Linked DNA regions of Rattus norvegicus: region 1 is linked to region 2. The links are chromatin contacts, called in public Hi-C maps. All regions are on one chromosome and are shown on one strand. Each heading gives the region's core, a stretch centred on a gene start, on an enhancer-like site or on the middle of the called end of the contact. The rest is flanking DNA. Distances are from core to core; before and after follow the strand shown.

Region 1 (3,686 bases), core at 364-2,863, 93 kb before region 2:
AATTCTTCCTGAAGCTGCTACCACAGAAGGCAGGACGAGTGCTGGCGGGTTTGTCAGCACGGGCTTTCTGACTATCCTTCTCAGCACAGCCCCTGGAAGACACTTTGTGAGGTACAGCTTGACAAATGGCCCTAGGTTGGGCCATTATAACCAGAACCTGTGGATCAGTACCCACTGCCTCGTCAAAGCCAGACCCACAAGGTCCACTTGCAGGTTTCTAGCCCATCTCAGACCAGAAATGCAGATGGTCATCTTGGAGGACTAACAGGTCATGAGTTCCCATAAGTCAGCACAGTCTATTACTTGAACTGGATCCAAGAAATAAGAAGGTAAAATATAAAGTGCATGGATTTAATAACAGTAAACAGGCTGGCAGGGATACGAAATCAGGATTATTTGCACTGCTGGTAAGAATTTAAAATGTTATAACTTGACTCAGATGTGGCTCAGTGGTTGAGCATTCACCTGGTGTGTGCCTGGGTTCAACTCTAGCATTTAAAAGGTAATTTGCAGCATCTCTAGTGGGGAGTGACAGTTGAACATTACATTAATTTGAAATGTCTTTAGAGTCAAACTGCACTTTATCATCAATCCAACTTGCAGGAATTTCTCCTAAGGAAGTAAGACATACTCAAAGATCAAACTTCAAATATGTTTATTGTAATTTTTTTATATTAGTGAAAAGCTGAATGTAAGCTAAATATTTAAAACAGAAGATTGGCCAAATAAACAGTATAGTTTGTATAAAAAGATACTATGCAACTTTTGTAAATTATATAGAAATATGTCTACAGGTTTAAAATGGTTCCTAATACATTCCAAGAGGAATGTTGGCTGCAAAAACGTGCCTGGAAAATTCTGAAGGAGATGCTGCAGAAGTCCACACATTGTAAACATGGTCTTGTATCTGAGCAGTTGAATTATGGGTACTTTTCCCTTTTTACCTGCTCCTCAGAATTTTCTCATCTGTGCACACTGTTTATTATGTAAATAATAACAAATAAAATACAGTTTGTTTTTCCAAAGGTTGCCTGTGTGGTATTTGCCCAGATATGAATTCAAATCTAGTCAGGCCACTTCAGACACTATGTATGCCCAAGATTGAGATATTGCTTTTCCTACAAGGTAGTTGGGAGGTTTAAAGGGTGAAGCATAACCAAAGTGTGGCGCAGAGCACCCCCTGAATAACATTTATTCCTTCCTTCCTACATGTTCAAAATCACCTCATCGTGAGAGTTCACAAGTGTGATGATGGCTGAATGAAACCCTAATCATGGAAATGTCGGTTTGAAAACTCTGTAGAGGAGCTGGGGTTGTTGCTCGGTGGTACAGCACTTCCTAGCACACACAATGCCCCTAGTTTCAATTTCTGACAGTGAAAACAATTAGCAGAGCCTTGTGTTAAACACCCCTGTCTTAGTAACTTTAGATCAGATCTTAATCTTACCCAGCAGAGAGGCCGACAGACACCCCCACCATAAGTCAAGGCACAAAGGCCAGTTGTGTTACCCAACCCCACCAGTAGGTGGAGCCTGTCTCTATCCTGTGCCCACGCAAGACGTCACACCAACCCATTAGATACTGGCTAACACAGCGTTGATGTAACACACCCACATCAAAACTTAGTGCAAACATCCAGGGCTCTCCTCTCTCTCATCCCCACATACTCCTACCTCAAACCACTTCCTGCCCGCAGCTTCCACACCTCCGTCACCACACGGCCCCACCTTACAACTCAGTCTTTGGAATTAGACCTCCTCGTCCATAAATCTGACTCTCTATCAGAAACCCAGCTGGAAGCTGCTGTGCCTTTCTCCAGCTTCTTACTTATTCACCCAGTTTTCGGACCACCTAGTAAATATTTTGTGTGTGTGAGGAGCCAGAGAGGAAAGACACACAGGCCCTGCTCTGGCAGCCTCTCAGCCTGGAGGAAACAAGCCATCATCACGTGACACTGCTGTGTCGTTATAACTACTGGGCAGTACTGCCGATACAGGCTTGCAAGAGGCCAGCAGCTGTTCTCAACACTGCATAGACTTGAATCTCCATTTGGTCCTCATAACCTGTCTCATGAGCTTGAGTAAAATTACCTCTGTTTCACAAGTAAAGGAAGTGAGGCACAGGAAAGGTAATTTGTCTAAGCACAGGTTGTAAATAACCAAAACTATATTTGGAATGAAATTTTACACTCTTAAAAATAACCAAAAAGCCCAATGTGGTAGTGTACACCTGCAATCCCAAGGTGAGGCTGGACGTTTAAGACAAGTCTTAGATATATGGTGAGCTGAAAGCCAGCCTAGGCTCCATGAGACGGGATACAAAAAGCATGGAGCTGGGGAGGTAGCTTAGTAGTTAAGGGCCTGTGCTGCTCTTGCAGAGGACCAGAGTTCCATTCACAGATGGCTTAACGCCATCCCTAACTCCAGGTCCAGAGGATCCGGTGGCACCTTGAGACCTCCATAAGTGTCAGGCACACACAAAGTGCACTTACATATATGCAAGACAAGTAGTCATATACATAAAATAAAAATAATCCTTTTTGTAAAGTGAGATTTCAAGATGCTCAGGGAGTAAAGGTGCTTATCACCCAGCCTCATGACTTGAGTTTGTTCCCAGGACCCACAGAATGGAAGGAGAGAACCAAGTCCTGTAATCTGCCTTCTGGCCTCCACACATGTTTTGAGGAACATAAACACACACACACACACACACACACACACACACACACACACACACACACATATACATGTAATAAAAGTTAAAAACATAATGAAACAAATCCTGATCATTCCATAGAGCTATATGGGTCATACCTAGCAATGCTTACCATATTATAAATTATAATTTAGAAAGATTATATATAAATTAAATTATACATAACCAATTACTCTATTACATGTCAATCTAAAATATTTGTACATTTAAAAGTTACATAAACATTCTCGAGAAAGATTACATGTCTCACATGTTTATGGATATCTTCAATGTCTGACTATTTTTTTCCTTTTTCTTTTTTGTAGTAATACAGATTAAACTCAGGGCCCTGCACATTCTGGGCAAGTGCTCTACCCCTGAGGTATATATATCCCCAGCCCAGGATCTGACTAACTAGCAAGCAAAATAGATTCTAGTATCTCATTTTCATTCTCTCCATTGGGATTTTTTATTTGGTTGAAGTGTGTGAAAAAGTTTGGCCTCACACATAACTGGAGTAGGAGAGGGAGGGGTGTCTGAATACTCATACATGCAAATATTCCCCTTGGATAATCCACCAAAATGTGACAAGGGCTGGTTTCTTAAAAAGCTTGCTGCAGAGTGGAATCTGAAACTGATAGCTGTGGTTTGCATGCTTGTGTCCCTTCCAACCTTCATGTTGAAACTTAGCCTTCGGATGCTTCAGTATGAAGCAGCTAAGCCTTTAAAGGCCATTGACAATCATAAAAGAGCTGGAGAAAAGCATCCAGCCTGGTTTTGGTCTTTTATGGTAACTTTCCATCACTATAGTGAAAATTTGCTATAAAGCATTATGCAGTAACAAAATGATTGCTTGGACACAAAATTTTGCAAGTTTTAGTTTACCATCTCAGAGTCGTGTGTCCCCCCCCCCCCCCCCCCCCGTCTTTAGGTCTGCGGAGAGGCAGCATTTTCATGGTGGGAGGGTGTGGCAGAGCAGAGACATGTACCCC
Region 2 (3,485 bases), core at 509-3,008:
TCATACAAGAGGGTTCATCAGAGATGAACTGGACTGTGCTCTATCAAAAGGAGCGGGAAACTATCTAGGGCAAGGACTCAGTGTCATAAAATAAGAAGCTTGGCATGCCTGCAGGTGAGGGGAAGGGGACGGGAGGGCTTAGAGTGTTGGCTTTGTGTGTTAGGAGTCAGCTCTGGCTTCTCTACACTTTCTCTGTGTGCCTTAATCCTTGACTCCTGTGTTCTCATCTTCAGTGAAAACATTTGCCACAGATAGTGGACACTCCACAGGTGTCACTGACACCCACCTTTAATCTCTGCACTCAGGGGACAGGGGCAGATAGCTCTCCATGTGAGCATGAGGCAAGCCTGGTCTACATAATAAGTTCCAGGCCAGTCAGGGATACATAGTAGGGTCCTGTCTCAAAAATACAATAATATTAAGGAAATAAATATCACAAATATACCCCATTCACATGTGAGAAGAACGCTCGTTTTCCTCAGGACTCTGATCTTATGGGATAGCTCTGTCATATAGCATAAGCAAAGCAGAGGTGGAAGACAGCCCAGAACACAAAGACTCCATCGCACATGAGAGGTGACAGAGCTGAAACCCTACAAGGCAAACAAACGCTCTTTCAAGCCAGTGTGGGGCCTGGACACTCAGTGTCCTCACCAGACACCTCCTTGAGGTGCAGCGTCTGACTCAGTGCAGCAGCTGGAGCTTTGCGTCTGTCTTTCCTTGTAATCAAAACCAGGACCACACAATCAGGCATCTCTCAGTAGGAAAGAACACACTGGCTTCCTTTCTCCCTGCTGAGCATTCCCAAACTCTCACACTGAGTAGGTCAGCCACAGCTTCCAGAGACTTCTCTGCCGGGGCCTGTTTAAGCAACACAAATCCCTCAGTGCTATGCTTCCAGGCTGGTGGGACCAGGAGGTGCTGGCTGCGTACCTGGTGGAGTTCAGTATCAGAAAACAACAACAACAAAACCCCCCAAAAAACAAAACAAAACAACAACAAAAACAAACAAAAAACCCCCCAAAAGATTAATGAGTCTCTGTCACCCTATGTTGACAGGTAGAAGGGCAAAAGACAGGGTAAGATTTCTGTCACCTCTTCCCAAACTGTCTCCTGGGTGAAAAGAAAGTTCCAGACTCAAAAGGCTAACCGGATCAGCCCAAGGCTTGGGAAGGTCCCTACAAAACACTTACACGACACTCTTTAGAACAGCTGTCTACACAATTTCTGCCTGAGGTAGATCTGGCTGGCCTGGTGCCTGGCGTCCCTCCCCCAGCGCTAAGCACAGAGGGCACTGGCTGCGAGTCAATCCCAGAGAGGCTCTTTGGCCTGGGGTGACCGAAGTCATCTCCTCTTCCAGCCTCGGTCGCCTCATGTGTGCAGGGGCGCCATGTGCCTAAAAGCAGTCACAGGGCAAAATATCCACAGAGGTGCCAGCAAACAGCAGGCACTTTACAGACTCTAGGTTCAAGCTCTCAGCCCACCCTGTGTCACAGTCAAACAGGATAATGGCAAACTCACAGAGCTCCTCCTGGAAAATGAGTTTTCATTCTCCCTTCTGTCTAATTGCTCATGGCCAGAGCTCTGGAGATGTAGTATGAACGAGAGGAAGGCCAGGACCGATCCCCACACCTTTTAATTTTTTAAATTGGGGGTAAGGGAGACTTCAATTAGGGCAGTGGAGCTCTCTCTCAAGCAGATGCCTAGCAGCAGGCCCCTGGGGCTGGCCTCCTGCTGAGAGCAAAGTCCAGGAGGGCATAGGCAGGCAAAAGGGTTACCCTTCCTGCAAATACCCATCCCCCACTGTCATCGCATACTAAAGGGCCAGGCACCGAGGGACAAGCTGGAGGGTGACAGTTGTTCTGGGTAACAATTGGCTCCTCTAATTCGCTTTCTGTCTTCTGGAAAAACACACACACACACACACACACACACACACACACACACACACACACACACACAGAGACACAGAGAGACACAGAGAGACATAGAGACACAGAGAGAGAGACAGAGAGAGGGAGAGACAGAGACAGAGAGACAGAGACAGAGAGAGGGAGCGTAAGAGGGAGAGAGAGAGAGAGAGAGGGAGAGAGAGAGAGATTCTTCTTTTACCAGTGTCTACTTTAAGCACCTTCACATAGTGTCTGTGTTGCTGACCATACAGTGTCTGACCTTTGCCAACCTGCTGAGGCCCCAGCCATGTGTCCTCTGCAGTCCTACATTGCTCTCAGGACTTTCTATGGGATGGGGGAGAGCACCTCAAAGAAGGGCTTAAGAAAGCTTAATACCAAAGTCTGTGCACAGCAACATCTGGACTGCAGGAAAGGCAGGGGGATGGAGGCTCAGGGAAGTAGAAAGCCCGACCCCACCTTCATTGGGAATCAGGATGAAGCATGTGAAAAAGCAATCTATCTGTTTTGGGGGAAGTCAACATGTGCCCACCCCAAGTTCAGTCTCTATGGAGTTTTGATGATATGCAAGGTCCTGGGCCAGGGGAGGGCTCCTCCTGCAGCAAACCTCCAGTTCTACAGTTGGCACAGTTCCCGGAGATCACCACAGAGGATAGAGATTCCCAAGAAGCGGAGAACAGGCACTGACTAACTAGTGTCCCACCAATGCAATGCGGGCTGTGTCAGGGGACTGTCATTCCGCGAAAGCACTCACATGTGTGCTTGTGCAACTTTCCAGTCTGCTGTGGCCATATACAGAATGAGTGGACAATATCTAAGCTGTCTTCTGATTACAGCAGTCTACAAGCCAAAACTTTGTGCTTACGGAGAAGAGGATTCACAGGACCTATCAGACGATTGCCATCTACTGATGAGATCCTGGAGCCTGAGGCTCTTGGGACACTAAGAAGAGACTACTAGCAATGAAGATTCAACTTCTTTAGTCACTGGGCTGGAAACATTTAACAAGCATCAGTTCAGGGCTCTGTATGAGTGCCAAGGACAAAGGGCTACTTACTATGCAGCAGGCCACCAGAGCTCCTTGGGCAAATCCTGCCAGGACATCGCTAGGATGGTGTTTGTAGTCAGATACACGTGACAATCCCGTGTAGAAGGCCATCATGAGCAAAGTGAACTGCAGGAGGGGGCGGAGGAGCCGGGCCCCACGCCAGGTGAAGCGGGCCTGTAGATAAAGCTGAAGGAAAGAGATAAAGGACACGGTAAGTGGCTTCCCATTCACAGACATTAGAGCACTTGGCTAGTGTGTTTTATATTTCTTGCAAATGGATCCATCTAGACGTGGTGTGATATACTGTGGACAGAGTACTTAACTTGGTAAATGCATGACACCCCACAGGTAAATGCTGACCTTTAGTTTCCAGAGCATAAAAATTTGATTTTCTTTTCAGAGATAAGCTAAGGGGACCTGAGTAAGACAGTACCTATGAATGTTTTTTACATAATGCTAGGCACACAGTAAGCATTTAATAAATGTGATTTTCTTCTTATCTTCTGGATCTATAGGACTTAGGGAAC

What was found. Hi-C and Micro-C count contacts between places; a contact is called where the count stands out from the background.
Region 1: a Hi-C map of liver shows a contact between it and region 2, with 3 times the contacts expected there. The contact joins two enhancer-like sites. A contact is called at or near these places in 5 of 12 Hi-C or Micro-C datasets (kidney, liver and mammary epithelial cells).

Annotation. Positions count from the first base shown.
Region 1 is chr5:125,309,023-125,312,708 of GRCr8, reverse strand. No RefSeq gene overlaps it. Among named protein-coding and RNA genes, the nearest start is that of Plpp3, 150 kb to the right of the region's middle. Within about 2 kb of position 1,613, at least 8 of the 93 cell types and tissues checked have an H3K27ac peak or open chromatin away from gene starts, as enhancers often do. A contact at or near this core is called in liver, where this site is marked.
Region 2 is chr5:125,216,679-125,220,163 of GRCr8, reverse strand. Plpp3 (phospholipid phosphatase 3) reads right to left here. Exons shown (of 6, transcript NM_138905.2): 5 at 2,968-3,144. The region is part of intron 1 of LOC120102940 (a long non-coding RNA gene); the gene reads left to right. Among named protein-coding and RNA genes, the nearest start is that of Plpp3, 62 kb to the right of the region's middle. Within about 2 kb of position 1,758, at least 25 of the 93 cell types and tissues checked have an H3K27ac peak or open chromatin away from gene starts, as enhancers often do. A contact at or near this core is called in liver, where this site is marked.